Linked DNA regions of Oryctolagus cuniculus: region 1 is linked to region 2. A link is a contact called in public Hi-C data. All regions are on one chromosome and are shown on one strand. The core of a region is the stretch at or near the end of the contact, and the rest is flanking DNA. Distances in the headings are between cores, read along the strand shown. Region 1 overlaps GARRE1 (granule associated Rac and RHOG effector 1). Region 2 overlaps GARRE1 (granule associated Rac and RHOG effector 1).

Evidence for each region. A called contact is a pair of places that touch in the nucleus more often than the background predicts.
Region 1: a Hi-C map of an unstated tissue shows a contact between it and region 2, with 2.1 times the contacts expected there. The contact joins two enhancer-like sites. A contact is called at or near these places in 3 of 6 Hi-C or Micro-C datasets (ear pinna, psoas muscle and an unstated tissue).

Annotation. Positions count from the first base shown.
Region 1 is chr18:22,396,539-22,403,743 of mOryCun1.1, reverse strand. GARRE1 (granule associated Rac and RHOG effector 1) reads right to left here. Exons shown (of 15, transcript XM_051846738.2): 5 at 5,219-5,359; 6 at 4,910-5,005; 7 at 4,636-4,797; 8 at 3,758-3,916; 9 at 818-915. Among named protein-coding and RNA genes, the nearest start is that of GPI, 32 kb to the left of the region's middle. Within about 2 kb of position 2,068, at least 2 of the 8 cell types and tissues checked have an H3K27ac peak or open chromatin away from gene starts, as enhancers often do.
Region 2 is chr18:22,330,923-22,338,595 of mOryCun1.1, reverse strand. All of the region lies in intron 1 of GARRE1 (granule associated Rac and RHOG effector 1), which reads right to left. Among named protein-coding and RNA genes, the nearest start is that of GARRE1, 7.7 kb to the right of the region's middle. Within about 2 kb of position 5,930, at least 1 of the 8 cell types and tissues checked has an H3K27ac peak or open chromatin away from gene starts, as enhancers often do.

The DNA.
Region 1 (7,205 bases), core at 819-3,318, 69 kb before region 2:
TGATTTGTAGGAGCTTTCTTTTTAAAAAAAAATTCTTTTTTTTTTTTTTTTTTTTTTTTATTTGACAGTGGAGAGACAAAAACAGAAAGGGAGAAAGAGCTCGCATTCACTGCTTCATTCCCCAGTGCCTGTACTGGCCAGCTCTCTCAGGCTCCCAAGGAAGCAGGAACCCCATTACATGCATCATCACCCATGCCTCCCAAGGTCTGCACTGGCAGGAAGCTGGAGCTAGCAACTGAATTCAGGCACTCCAGTGTGGGACAGGGATGCCTCAACTGCTAACTATAGGAGTGGTTCCTACCAGAGCATTAAAAACAAACAAAAAAGAACAATTCTTAGTTGTGTTACAAGTATAGTAACTGAAAATGGTTCAGTTTGTTTCCAAATTGACACTGAGTGTGTAAAGACAGGAGCACAAAATCAGCAGGGTTGTAGGAGGAACAGATGAAGAAGAAAAATTTTATGCTCTCCATTCAGCTGTAGAGAAACACTGGAGACATAGAGGAAATGATGTACTATGTTTCAAAGCTGTGGACTTTTCTAACAAAGAAAGATAATACTGCTCCTTATTCAAAGGTGTAGAACGGGTTAGTTACATATGGTCAATGAGACTACTTGCAGACATCACTGCTTCCTCATCATGGACTAGTAATCATGACACAGGCCACTAACAGACCATTGCTGCTCACTGACCTGCACATGTAGAAAGACCTGCCATGTCAGCTGTCAGGGGTTTGTTCAAAACAAAGCAATCATTTAAAAAATGTGCAAGCTTCAATCAGAGCTTAGGCTTCAGCTAATGTAAGAGTCACATTACCATGTGGATGGGACTTGAACCACGATTCTGGAGCCTTCTAAACTGATCTGGGGTGCATAGGCTTCTTTATTCTCAATCTGTGCTGTGTCGACCACCACCTGCGAGAGAAACAGAAACAGCAACCAGCTTGCAGAGAGGAAAACATATCCAACACACAAGCCTATGGATGCCGAGTACTGGCAAGAACAACTTCCCTGCATGAGCTATGCCAAGGAGAGTCACGGGCCCCATGAAGACAACAGTGAGTAACAAAGATGACTGAATGTACAACACTTCTTTAAACAGAAGCCATGTTCTGGGTGTGGCATTTGCTGAATATTGTAAGAATCTTTCCAAACCATAAATATATTAATTAGGAATGACTTTATTTCCTTTGTTCTAGTTATTTTTTATACTATACACTTGAAAAAAATAGAAATGTCACTAAAAGTCAAACTAATACCTCAGAAAAGCTCAACCGTAATGACTGACTACAAGCCAAAAGTGGATGAAGTTTTTCGAAGATTCTTTTATCCTCAATCATCAACAGAAACAGAACTACTTCAGGAAAAAGAACCAAACCTTGTTTCAAGGATTTCCTCTTATTTAGGAGGGGGAGTTTCTATATACGATCTGAAGAGTAACAAAGTAATGAAAGCATTTTCGAATGACAAAAAGAATTTCAAGAAAATCCTAAGACACCTTGAATATCAAACCTGTAAAATTTCAGATGGGGTGAAGCTGCACAGCGTTCTTATCAGGGCTCCAAGCCGAGCCTCTGCTGGAGCCAATTTCCATCCCACTGCTGTAAACAAGAGTTCCCACAGCTGGTGCTTTGGAAAAGGCTTCCTGTCCGAGGAACAGCTATTATGGGACCACACAGGTGTTTCCTCAGGCCTCCCACCCCAGAACCATAATCTAATGGTTCTTTGTCAGTCACACACAAAGGTGCCCTACAATCAAGGGCTAAAGAACCAGGAAGAATGTCTGCTCTCTGAATAAGACAATTTTTTTTCTTTTAACTTACAATGTTTTCTAAAGACTGCCTGTGTGTGTGTGTTCTTCCACACGCCTTTCCTGAGAACACACTGCCACATGGCTCACCCTAGTTTCAGTTCAATGGTCTTTGTACCATGCATCACTCCCCTAAAGCATCCTCTACATTGCAGCAGTGGAGAGCAGACTACAGATTTCTCTTGGGGGTTCCTTTACTGAGGAGCAGATCCTAAAGGAAATCACTAGTGAGGACAGGCCCACATCTGACCTGTACAAGGCCGCACTGTGACGAGCTGGGCCACCTGCCTGAGTCCTCATCTGAGTGCCTTTCTCTACTCCTGCTACGCCTGTGTTCCAACCCCCAATCGAGACTTCAGGATCTTCGCCTTTCTTTCTCCCTTTCTTTGGCTTCACGCTCTAGTCGTTGCCGTTCTTTCTCTCTCTCTAATTCTCTATCAAAACTAGAAGACCCGTGGCCCTCTCAATGGTGACTTCTACTTCTTGATATTCTTGGGGACCTCCGTGGACTCAGTGATCTCCTTGGAGACCTTGAACCCTCATCTGAGTGAAACTAAAGGACAGTAACCTCCCCACAGCTCTTTCTATGTGAATAGTCAGGACTCACACTAAATATCCGTTCTTTCATTTTCTTAATCTCTAATTAACTTCCTCTAACTTCTGACTGAAATGCTGTATCTTTTTAGAAAGAAAGCAGATATAATGTGCCTGGGAAAGCAGCAGAAGAGGTCCCAGTGCTTGGGCCTCTGTACCCATGTGGGAGAGATCCGGAAGAAACTCCTGACTCCTGGCTTCAGCCTGGCCATTGAGGCCATTTGGGGAGTGAACCAGCAGAAGGAAGATTTCTCTCTCTTTATCTTCCTCTAATTCTTTCAAATAAATAAATAAGTCCTTAGAAAGAAAGAAAGAAAGGAAGATGCTTCTATAGGGTTGGCATTTGGTGCTGTGGACTGCTTGAGATGCCCACATCCCATATTAGAGTGCCTGGTTCAATCCTGGCTTCCTGCTTCCAAGCCAACTTCCCACTGAAGGGAACCCTGGGAGCAATAGATGATGACTAAGGTAGTTGGGTCCCTCTCTCCCACAAGGGAGACCCAGACTGAGTCTCAGGTTCCTGGCTTTGGCCTGGCCCATCCCCGGCTGTCGCACGCATTTGGGGAGTAATTCAGGGCATAGAAGATCTCTCTCTCTCTCTGTTACTCTGCCTTTCAAATAAATAAATACATAAATACATAAATCTAAAAAAAAAAAGAAATGGAAACAAAATGGGGGGGGTGGTGTTTACTAGAAAATGGACACAAGTACGTAAGGTCATTTGGGTGAATGGCACCAAGAAAAATCTAATGGTGATTTTAGCTGTTCTGAATCCCACTCAACTTTGGCAAAAGTTTTTTCTTCTCTGAAAGGTTAGAGGATCAAAACATTATTTTTAGTTGATGTGATTTAATTGCTAAGAAGGAGATAAACAGAAAGCTAGGGTTCAAAGGGACTGGTTAGAGCACTACTTATCGGCATGGTCATGGGAGGAGACCTGGAGGAAGTGATATTGGAACTGACACCAGGAAGATGAGGAGTGAGCCATGTGGAAACTGGAGTGAAAAGTATTTCCAGGTAAAAGGGCATCGTGTGCAAAGGTTTGATACAGGAAGAAGTTTGGTAAATCTGAGCAAAAGAAAAGACATCCACTGTAGCACCAGAATAGGAAGGCCAGGTCAAGGGTCCTGTCAAATTGCTACTAATGCAATGGTTTTCTTAAAATGAGGAGTGCCTTCAACATAACTTTGCAACTAGGTTCTCTGCAAGTATATACTACCAATCTGTAACACAAACAAACAAAAAAAGGTTTTATAATGTTGTTCTTCCTTTACTGTTTTCTATCTTGTCGGAATTCTGTAGCACTGAAGAACTCGGTAAAATAACCACATCCTTTCACATGTATGTGCTCACCAGTCCAGCCTGGCCAAACAGCAGCTGTACAGCCGTCTTGCAGGCACCCCGCCATGTGGACGGGCACACCTGATTTAGAACTTCAGTCACAGGAAGATCTTCCCTGGATGTGATTCCATTATAGCAGCCTGCATCTTTGATCAGCTGTAACATTGTGTGCTGGAGATGGAGAAGAAAAGAGTTCACATCCAACACAATGCCATGCAAGGTTCTCAAATGTGTGCAAATGTGTTTACATAATCATCTTCAAGAGAAAAGCACTTTATGTACACCCAAATCATGTCATTTCAGTTTCTCAAATAGTTATTATCAGTCACATTTTGGATGGCCAAGTGATCAGGTATGCTCTGCAGGCTCTGGAAACCGCGTAAGTACAGATTCCAGATTTCTATTTCCTAGCTACGTGACCAGGGGCCTCAGTTCCCCTGTCGAATGGGGGAAAAAGGCAGTATCCACTTCATAGGTAAGTATTAAATAAGACAGTGCTCAGGAAGCCATTGGCACAGTGCCTGGCAAATACAATGCTCCACAAATGGTCACTGTTACTGCAGTATTATGACAAAGTTTCTTCTCAAACATACTGATAATCATTAAACATAAGCAATATTTCATAGCATACTTTCAGCCCTTTATGTTAAACATTTGAATAAAATTATGAATAAAACTAATGTTTTGCAAATATCTCATTAAAACAGTCACCACAGTTCTGCTTTTAGGCCTCGGTTTACTGAAGAAGATCAGTGTCTCCTTCCTTGACCTTTTTTTTGTTTTTTAATCTACATTTTTCACAAGCCCTTGAGTTTCCTTTAAGAACTCTATTTCCAAGTTCATGCTCTGTTGTTGGAACCCCGTGGTAGTGGAACCCCATGGAAAGCTACCGTCTTGAGTTTCAGATTGTCAGCGGCCGACTCGTTAAAGGAGACACCCTTCAGGAAGTGCGATCCGATCTGCACAGGGACGGTGGGAAGCTCACACTGCATGGGCTGCGGGGGTGTCTGCCTCCGCCCTGTCTGCTGGGCTTCCGCCTCACTGCAGCAGCCCTGGAAAAAGTTTGGATGAAAGAGGAGAGGTGACCCAGAGCACATCTTTCAGAACACTCGATTGCATGAACTTTCCCACAGCACCTGACAGCTCCCAGGAAGAAGAGCATACCTGCAAACTTGCTTCGATTGCCTTTGGATTCAGGTGGAAGCCAGCTTTCATTGCATATTCACAGTGCCCTAAGCTTTCCAGAGCTATCTTATATGCCTACAAATAAATCATTTCCAAGAATCAAGATTGTATAGCAGGTTAAAAATGAAAAACTCCAATTAAAACAGAAATTTAAAATTTCTAGAGTTACTAAAAGACTTGAGATCAACTACTACTTTTTACCCTTTAAACTGGTTCAACATCACAACTTTAGCTCCCTCCCTCATTTCCATCCCTTGCATTTCAATATGCTGGTTCTAAAAAACATACTTGTAAAGCACTGTCAATTTTTAGATTCAGTTCCTTTAGCTGGTGCTCAGGAATTGCTGCGCTTTGGGAACAAAAGAGCTGTTGAACTTCAATTCCTGCCAGGCGGCCATCACAGCCTCTCTCTCTCAGTCTGCATGTTGCCTGCAACATAAATAGTGCTTGATAGGTAAGGGAGAATGCTACAATTATTAGCAAAATTGAAAAAATAACAACAAAAATCTAAAACTAAAAGCAGTTATTAGCAAAATTAAAACAATAACAAAAGCCTAAAACTAAAACAAACAAGAAACCACCTAAGCATTCACTATAAAGCAGAGGTTTGGATTGTTTGCATTACAAAGTGAGCAGCTTGAAAATTTGAAGGCCTAAATTAATCATCTTAAAGAGAAAGCAACCCTGATACAGCTCTGTCTTATTTTAGGTACCTTGAAAAAAAGACTTATCTATTTGTTATTTGTTTCTAATAGATGTAATTCACACATTTACCATTTACCCTGCTTTAAAAAGATAACCTTAGAATACTGGCATTTGGAGTTTCCAGAATACAAAAAGGAAGATGATATATGGTTGGGCATTCCTATACACCAAGGTAAAAAAAGTACACCAATACAGAACAGGAAAGAATATAAGCTGCAGTATTACAGGAAAAGTAGAGCTTTTAAAATTTGACTATAAAAATTAAATAACTATTGTTCAGTCATTAAACAGACTTATGGAAAGCATACGAGTTAAGACAGAAAAACATGGAAAACTGATCTGTGTAATGATGAAATGCAAAACTTATACATAAGTAAGGATTAGAAGAGAAAACAGAAAAATATTTGACTTATTAGAGGGTTGAAGGATTCAGGATAAACTTTCAATTTCCATTTTTTTTTGCAATAATACCTGTGAAGCAAATAAAATTTTTAAAAGATTTTATTTATTTATTGGAGAGGTAGAGTTACAGACTGAGGGAGAGACAGAAAGAAAGGTCTTCCATTCGCTGGTTCACTTTCCAAATTGCCACAATGGCCGGAGCTGGGCCGATTTGAAGCCAGGAGCCTTCCCAGTCTCCCATGAGGGTACAGGGGCCCAAGCACTTGGGCCATCTTTCACTGCTTTCCTGGGCCATAGCAGAGAGCTGGATCAGAAGATAAGCAGCCAGGACCAGAACTGGCACCCACATGGGATGCTGGTGCTGCAGGTAGAGGCCTAGTCCACTAAACCACAGCACCAGTCACACAAATAACATTTTAAAACTATTAACTTCTGTTCTTATAGGCCACTGCAGGAGTTCTAATATTTACTAACTTGTAAGACTACAGGAAAATAACTAGCAACTATAATGCTATGATGTCCCAAAGCATCACAAAGCATAAATATCACTCCAGCCACACCCTAAGTCCTAACAGTCTCAGTGCTGAGAACCATCTGACTCTAAGAACCTTCCAGTCACAGTTAGCCCACAGGGTGTGGTGTTAGGTACCACCAGATACATAGCGGAGAACAAACCTGGACCCTGCCTTCATGGAGCTGTAAGCCCAAAGGTAAATAAGTAAAACAGACAATTAAAAATGCAGGTAAACACAGTGAGGGAAACAGAGCACTCTAACAAGGAGCACTGTTAACTGAGATACTAGCATATAGGCTGAGAGTTAAAGGAGAAGGGAGTCATTCAATGGAAATGCAAGAGTTGTAGTAGGTGGCATGAGGGGTTGGGACCAGCAAACAGGTCCTTAATACAGGCCAGGAGCAAAGGCAGCAGTGAATAAGACAGATCCAAGGGACAAGTTGGGAGAGTGGCCACAGATAAAGCCAGCAATCAAGGCAGGAGCCAGCTTAGGCTGGGTGAGGCAGGTCACGGTATGAGGGTCGACACTTTACCCTTTACCCTAAGAAAATGAGAAACAGAGGGCTGGCGCAGTGGCGTAGCAGGTAAAGCTGCCGCCTGCAGTGCTGGCATCCCATATGGGTGTAGGTTCGAGACCCGGCTGTTCCACCTCAG
Region 2 (7,673 bases), core at 4,681-7,180:
TATATAGAGAGAGGAAGAGACAAAGACAGAGATCTTCGATCTGCTGGTTCACTCCCTAAAAGGCCACAACAGCCGGAGCTGGGCTGGTCCAAAGCCAGGACCCAGGAACCTCTCTCTGGTCTCCCACCTGGGTGCAAGGGCCTAAGCACTTGGGCCATCTTCTGCTGCTTTCCCAGGCACATTAGCAGGGAGCTAGAGCAGCTGGGACTCAAACCAGTGCCCATGTGGGGTGCCAATGTCACAGGTGGCAGTTTTACTGGCTACAGCACAATGCCGGCCCCTTAACTAGTTTCTTAAATGCCCTTCCATTGCAATTCTTCACCTGGTCTATCATTAGCAAAAACAATCCTCCACCCCAACCCCAGCCAATACCTCACAGTTACAGCAACTTTCATAAATACAACTTAACTTCTTACAGCTTTGGCCCCAACTCCCTAAGTCCAGCCAACAAACTAAAAGTGATGCTCTGTGTGCCTACCATTCCCTCTTCCTTCAGCCCTAAGCTAGAAGAACAGCATGCACACAGTTGAGGAGGATCCACCAAGTTACATTACAAAGTACAGGACAAAGTTACTCAGGCACAAGGATGTGGTACATTCGCTCTCACATTAAGGCATGGGGGTGCAGCTGGCACTATGGCGCAGCAGGTTAAAGCCCCAGTCTGCAGTGCCAGCATCCCATATGGGTGCTGGTTTGAGTCCCGGCTGCTCCACTTCTAATCCACCTGTCTGCTAATGTGCCCAGGAAAGCAGTGGAAGATGACCGAAGTGCTTGGGCCCCTGCACCCACGTAGGATACCCAGAAGAAGCTCCTGGCCTCGGATGCGCTAGCTCCGGCCGTTGCAACCATTTGGGAAGTGAACCAGTGAATGGAAGATCTCTCTCTCACTGCCTCTCTCTAACTCTGCCTTTCAAATACATACATAAATCTTAAACACACACACACACACACACACACACACAGGGAGCAGGACAGGTCTTTGAGTGCTGATGAGAGGGATCAGGTTTACTTCTCCCTGTGTAGGACACCAGAGTCCGCAGCACCATTTTTAAGATTTATTTATTTATTTGAGAGGTAGAGTTACAGAGAGAGAGGGAGAGAGAGAGAGTCAGGGAGATAAGTCTTCCATCCACTGGTTCACTCTCCAAATGGCCACATCAGCTGAGCCGATCTGAAGCCAGGGGCCAGGAGCTTCTTCCAGGTCTCCCACATGGGTGCAGGGGCCATCTTCTGCTGCTTTGGCCAGGCCATAGCAGAGAGCTGGATCAGAAGAGAAGCAGCCGGGACACAAACTGGCACCCATATGGGATGCTGGCACTGGAGGCAGAGGCTTAACCCACTATGCCATAGCGCCTGACCCTGTAGCAACCAAGTTTAGGAATCAAGTCAGCTTTCTTCTACTGCTGTTCCCCTAAGTGTCTGGGACCTGGGAGTTGGGTAGCAGCAGACCCAGATATCCCCAGGTTCCCCAGCCATAGTTACATCTGACCAGAACCTAACCTCAAAGTCATCTTTAATAAGAAAATAAGGGGCCAGTGCTATGGCGCAGGAGGCTAAGCCTCTGCCTGCAGTGCCTGCATCCCATATGGGCACCAGTTCAAGTCCCAGCTGCTCCTTTTCTGATCCAGCTCTCTGCTACGGTCTGGGAAAACAGTGGAAGATGGCCCAAGTGCTTGGGCACTTGCACCTGCATGGGACACTCGGAAGAAACTCCTGGCTCCTGCCTTCAGATCAGCCCAGCTCCAGCTGTTGCGGCAATTTGAGGAGTGAACCAGTGGATGGAAGACCTGTCTAACTCTGCCTAATAAATAAATAAATCTTCAAAAAAAAAAAAAAAAGAAAATTTAAAGTAATATATTCAGAAACCCCCTAATTAAGATTCGCTGCAACTGCCAATTTCGTAAAGCACTCATCTGACACTGGCCCAGACACAAGCAACACAGTCAAAGTAGTTTTTTAAAAAGCAGTATTGTATCTAGGAATGAATCCTAGAGATAGATTCACAGTAAATGTAGATGCCTATATCATGAACACTCACTGCTAGCACTGCCAACAGGCATCAACCTGGGAATGACCCACATGCAGTGTATTAAAGGGTCTGTTACATTACACAAGAACCCCTCACAGCCACTTCAAAGGTCAAGGCAGAACCACCGCATCTAAGATGCCACTGTTTATAAATCGTCTACAAACCATATTATTTTATGTATGTTAGGAAATCTGCCACGTAATGACAACATGCCATGTCATAACATACTTTAATTGCAGACCCCCTTCAAAGCTCGTTTGTTTTTCTGATTCTTCTGCCTCAGGCTGTCTGGGATACAGCACCCTTGGAGCCAGTCCTTTTGTGCTTCCCCCCCTCATTTTACTAGAAGTTATTCATATTTAAGGTTCACCGTTTCAGTGAAACTACTATCTTGAGCCACCTTAGCTTCCACGGAGCCTCCCCTGAGCGCCTGTGGCCTCTGTTGTCAATACTTGTCATTAGCTTGTGTATGTTCCCACTCCAAACAAACTAGAAGCACCAAAGACAGAGGCTGCACACATCTTCACATTTGTTGTAGTGCACGGTGCTGGGCCACAGCACCACCGACAGCAAAAAACACACACCTAAAAAAGAAAAACAAACAACAACAAAAAACCCATACACCTGTCAGCAATTGTTCTAAGGGATGTACAAATACTAACTCAGGAGAGTCTCACCATCACCACAGGAGGTAGGTGTTATTACCTCCCCCGTGGTCAAATTAGATAAACTGAGGAAAGCCATAGTTACGCGTGACTTAAGAGTGGCTAGTAAGCAGCAGAGTCAAGTCTTGAATATCGAGTCCCAGCTGCTCCACTCAATCTCTTTCTCCCTGTCTCTCTGTAACTCTGCCTTTCAAATAAATGAATCTATTAAAAAAAAAAAAAAAAAGGACTTGAACACAGGTCTCTGAGAGCCATTCTCTTTCTACCTGACGGACTGCCTTGTACACCACAGACAATGATTTTTAAATTCATTAATTTTAAGACTGAGAACACAATACGTATACATAAGAGAAAAAAAATCATGCCCTACAAAACGGTATTTAAGTAAAATCTAAGTCCATCCAACAGCCTGGTTTTCTGAAGCTTCATCCCAAAGCCAACCACTGTTTTTTCTTTTTTTTCTATCATCCTGGAAATTTTGCATGTACTTAGGAACTGATCACATATCTATCTATTTATTTATTTATTTTGCAGAGTTATGGAGAAAAAAAGACAGAGATAGGTCTTCCATCAGCTCTGGTTTATTCCCTAGATGGCTGCAACTGCCAGGTGGGCTTCCTGAAGCCAGAAGCCAGGTGCTTCATCTAGTTTCCCACATGGGTGGCAGGTGCCCATACAGTTGGACCATCTTCTGTTGCTTTTCCCAGGCCATCAATAGGGAGCTGGACTGGAAGTGGAGCAGCCAGGACATGAATGGGTACCCACACAAGATGTCCTCATTGCAGGGAGTGACTTTACCTGCTGGGCCCACGGTGCTGGCCCAAGTTTTCTTTTTTTGTATAAAAAAAAAAAAAAAGTAACCACATATACATACTGTTCTGCATTTTGTTTTTTCCACTGAATAATTTCTCTGAGTTTGATTCATATCTACAACTATATTGTTTTTATTAACTTTTGTAACATTTTAACCCAAGATGGTTGCATTAGTCAGAGGTCATTGGTAGGCCTGGCCTTCATCAGGATCACTGAAAGCTTTCCTACATACAAAAGATAGTGAGGGTTGCTTTACATGGTATGCAGGCTGAAACATGTCACTTGTGTTAAGTACCTACATCATAGAACTGCTGTGAAGACTAAACAAAGTAATATACAGAAGGCATTTAGAAGCAAACCTGGTCAGCACAGTAGGACCTGAAGCATCGTCACTGCCCAATAAATCAGATAATGTTACTTCTTTAGAGCTGGGCTGGGAGCCGGCAGTGTGGCGGAGCAGGTAAAGCCGCAGCCTGCTGCAACGGCATCCCATATAGGCGCCGGCTGGAGTCCCGGCTGCTCTACTTCTGATCCAGCTCCCTGCTAATGCACCTGGGAAAGCAGCAGAAGATGGACTAACTGCCTGGGCCCCTGCACCCACATAGGAGACCCAGATGAAGCTCCTGGCTTCAGCCTGGCCCAGCCCTGGTTGTTGTGGCCATCTGGGGAATGAACCAGCAGACAGGTCATTCTCTCTCTCCCTCTAACACTGTAGCTCTTTCAAATAAATAAATAGAGCTGGCCGGCGCCGCGGCTCACTAGGCTAATCCGCCGCCTTGCAGCGCTGGCACACCGGGTTCTAGTCCCAGTTGGGGCGCCGGATTCTGTCCAGGTTGCCCCTCTTCCAGGCCAGCTCTCTGCTGTGGCCAGGGAGTGCAGTGGAGGATGGCCCAAGTGCTCGGGCCCTGCACCCCATGGGAGACCAGGAGAAGCACCTGGCTCCTGGCTTCGGATCAGCGCGGTGCGCCGGCTGCAGTGCGCCAGCCGCGGCGGCCATTGGAGGGTGAACCAACGGCAAAGGAAGACCTTTCTGTCTCTCTCTCTCTCTCTCACTGTCCACTCTGCCTGTCAAAAAATAAATAAATAAATAAATAAAAATAAAAATAAATAGAGCTGGCCTGGGGCCTGTGCTGTGGCACAGTGGGTAAAGCCACCATCTGCAATGCCAGCGTCCTACACGGGCGCCCATCCGAGTCCTAGCTGCTCCACTTCTCATCTAGCTGCCTGGGAAAAGCTGCGGAGCTTGTCTCAAGTCCTTGGGCCCCTGCACGCATGTGGGAGACCCAGAAGAATCTCCTGGCTCTGGCCTGGCCTAGCCCCGGTCCTTGTGGCCACTTGGGGAATGAACCAACAGATGGAAGACCTCTCTGTCTCTCCTCCTCTCTTTGTAACTCTTTCAAAAAAAAAAAAAAAAAAAAAGAGCTGGCCTACTTTCTTCTCCAATCTCATTTCCCTCTATTCCCTATTCATAGCTGTATACTCTTTACGCTAAATCTCCTACAGCTCAAATATCTCGTGCTTGCTCACCTCTATGCCTTTGTACAGCTACATGTCATGAGCTCATAGCAAGAGTCTCGGGTGATTGCTGCTGTCATAAATAAGAGTGCCAATTGTTAAATCAACAACAGGAGTCACTGGGTTCATGCTCCCCACGTAGGATCTCTGTCCTTAATGTGTTTTACTATGAAACTTAAAAACAACACTACTAGTCAAACAATGCCCTATACTTTGTGCGGTTGTGTGAGTGCAGCCTGTTGAAATCCTTGCTTAGTGTATACTAAGTTGATCTTCTGTATATGAAGGTGATTGAAAATGAAACTCGATGAAGGGCGGGATGGGAGAGGGAGTAGGAGATGGGAGGGCCGTGGGAGGGTGGGAGGGACGGAGGTTGGGGGGGGAGCCACAACAATACAAAAGTTGCACTTTGTAAATTCACATTTATTAAATTAAAAAAAAGAACTTATGGGGGGAAGCCACTGTAATTCATAAACTGTACTTTGGAAATTTGTATTTATTAAATAAAAGTTAAAAAAAAAAAACAACTACATGTCATACTCCTGCCTAAGAGTCCTCACCCCTAACTGTGGTCCTGGACTAATTCTTCCCCACAGTACTCAAGAACTGCCTTCCCCAGGAAGCATTCCCTAAAAACTGCAGGCTGGATGCCTCAGCTGAGCAGTGAGAAGAGGCTATCTGGCGTTCCTTACCACAGTGTGGACACCAGCTCTGCCAGTACAGCAAGGAACAAGCAGGTTCACAAGGACTGACTTAAGTTCTTTAAGTTCAAGAGGACTGATGTACTACCTAGAAGGTCAGTTACTAAGTTTACAAACACCAATGAGAGCCACCACTTGCTGAGCACTCACCAGGTGCCAGGCAGCAGTGCTCAAAGCTGCAGCAGCACTGATTGAAAGGTGCTATTATTACCCCCATTCCACAGATGGGAATATGAACGGAGTAAGCTAGCACCCCAGGACCAGAATCTGACCCAAGCAGTTTGGATGCAGAGCTCTTAACCATTCACATTCTCTCCTTGGCAAGAAAGTTCCACGTGAAATCATGTCCTAAGCAGAAGGTATTAGGGAGACAGAAGCTAAGCCAGGGACAGACCCTTACAGGTAGAGTAATCAACAGGGACACATCCATTCATTCCTTGGACCCGCTCCACTCCGGAGCTCCAGACACACCACATAATTCCTCTCCTGGACACCACAGTTCAGTTTCCACAATCATCCCTACTCTCCCCTAGAAACGCAAGTCTTTCTTCCGAGGATACAAAATTAAGTTTAAGCTTTCTGGCCACAAACACATTCCAATCATGCTTTCCCAGGGTTAGAGCTGGGTCAATTTGGTTGAATTTCAAGTTTTCCCTAAAATTCTTTAAACTACATTTATAAAATGTCTCTTGGCTTATATGTTTCCTATAGATGGCAGATCTGTGTAATATTTATTTTGGTACCATTCTCGGATGGTCATTCATTCATTCAACAAATACTTAAGCATTTCCAGAACACTGCATTCCAGGCCTTGGAGATAAACACAGTGAACCAGATTGGAAAGAGCTCTGAGACCTGGCAGAGTTCATTCAGTATCTCTCCTTCCAGGTACTTATACATTATGGCAGCTCCTTGTTTGACTTTCCCTTCTAAGGTATACCTTTCAGCTCTATATTCTGATCTCCCAAGAAAGCAAGTGGATTGTATTATATGTACTGCAAAAATGTGAGCTGACTAAATTCACTGCATCTCCTCTTGCTCATTCACATTAGGACCAATAATGTCTTCAAAGTCCCTTAGAAAAAAGGTACAACAGGGGCCTGTGGTGCCAGCATCCTATATAGGCACCAGTTTGAGTCCCTGCTGCTCCATTTTTTTTTTTTTTAAGATTTCTTAATTTATTTGAGTTACACATAGAGAAAAGGAGAGGCAGAGAGAGAGAGAGAGAGAGAGAGAGAGGTCTTTCATCCACTTGTTCACTCCCCAGATGGCTGCAACAGCTGGAGCTGCACCGATCTGAAGCCAGGAGCCAGGAGCTTCTTCCCGGTCTCCCATGTGGGTGCAGGGGCCCAAGGACTTGGGCCATCTACTACTGCTTTCTCAAGCCATAGCGGAGAGCTGGATTGTAAGTGGAACAGTTGGGATTTGAACTGGTGCCCATGTGAGAGGTCGGCACTGTAGGCAGTGGCTTTACCAGCTACGCCACAGCACCGGCCCTGCTGCTCCTCTTCTGTTCTATCTCCCTGCTAATGGCCTGAGAAAACAGTAGAAGATGGTTCCAGTGCTTGGGCCCCTGCACCCACATTGGAGACCCAGAAGAGGCTCCTGGCTCCTGGCTTTGGATCAACCCAGCTCCAGTTGTTGCAGCCATTTGGGGAGTGACACAGCAGATGGAAGATTTTCTCTCTCCCTCCCTCTGTAACTGCCTTCCAAATTAATAAATAAATCTTAAAAAAAAAAAAAAAAAAGAAAAAAGAAAAAGGAGAAAAGGTACAACATCTAATTAAAGATGTAGGGATAAAAAGTAAATGACAAGGGGCAGACCTGCAGCACAGTGGTCTGCTAAGTGCACACTGCTAAGGATGCCTGCATCCCTTATTGAAATCCCTGGGTTCCAGTCCCTGCTCTGCTTCCTGCTAATGTGTACCTCAGATGCACTAATATGCAACA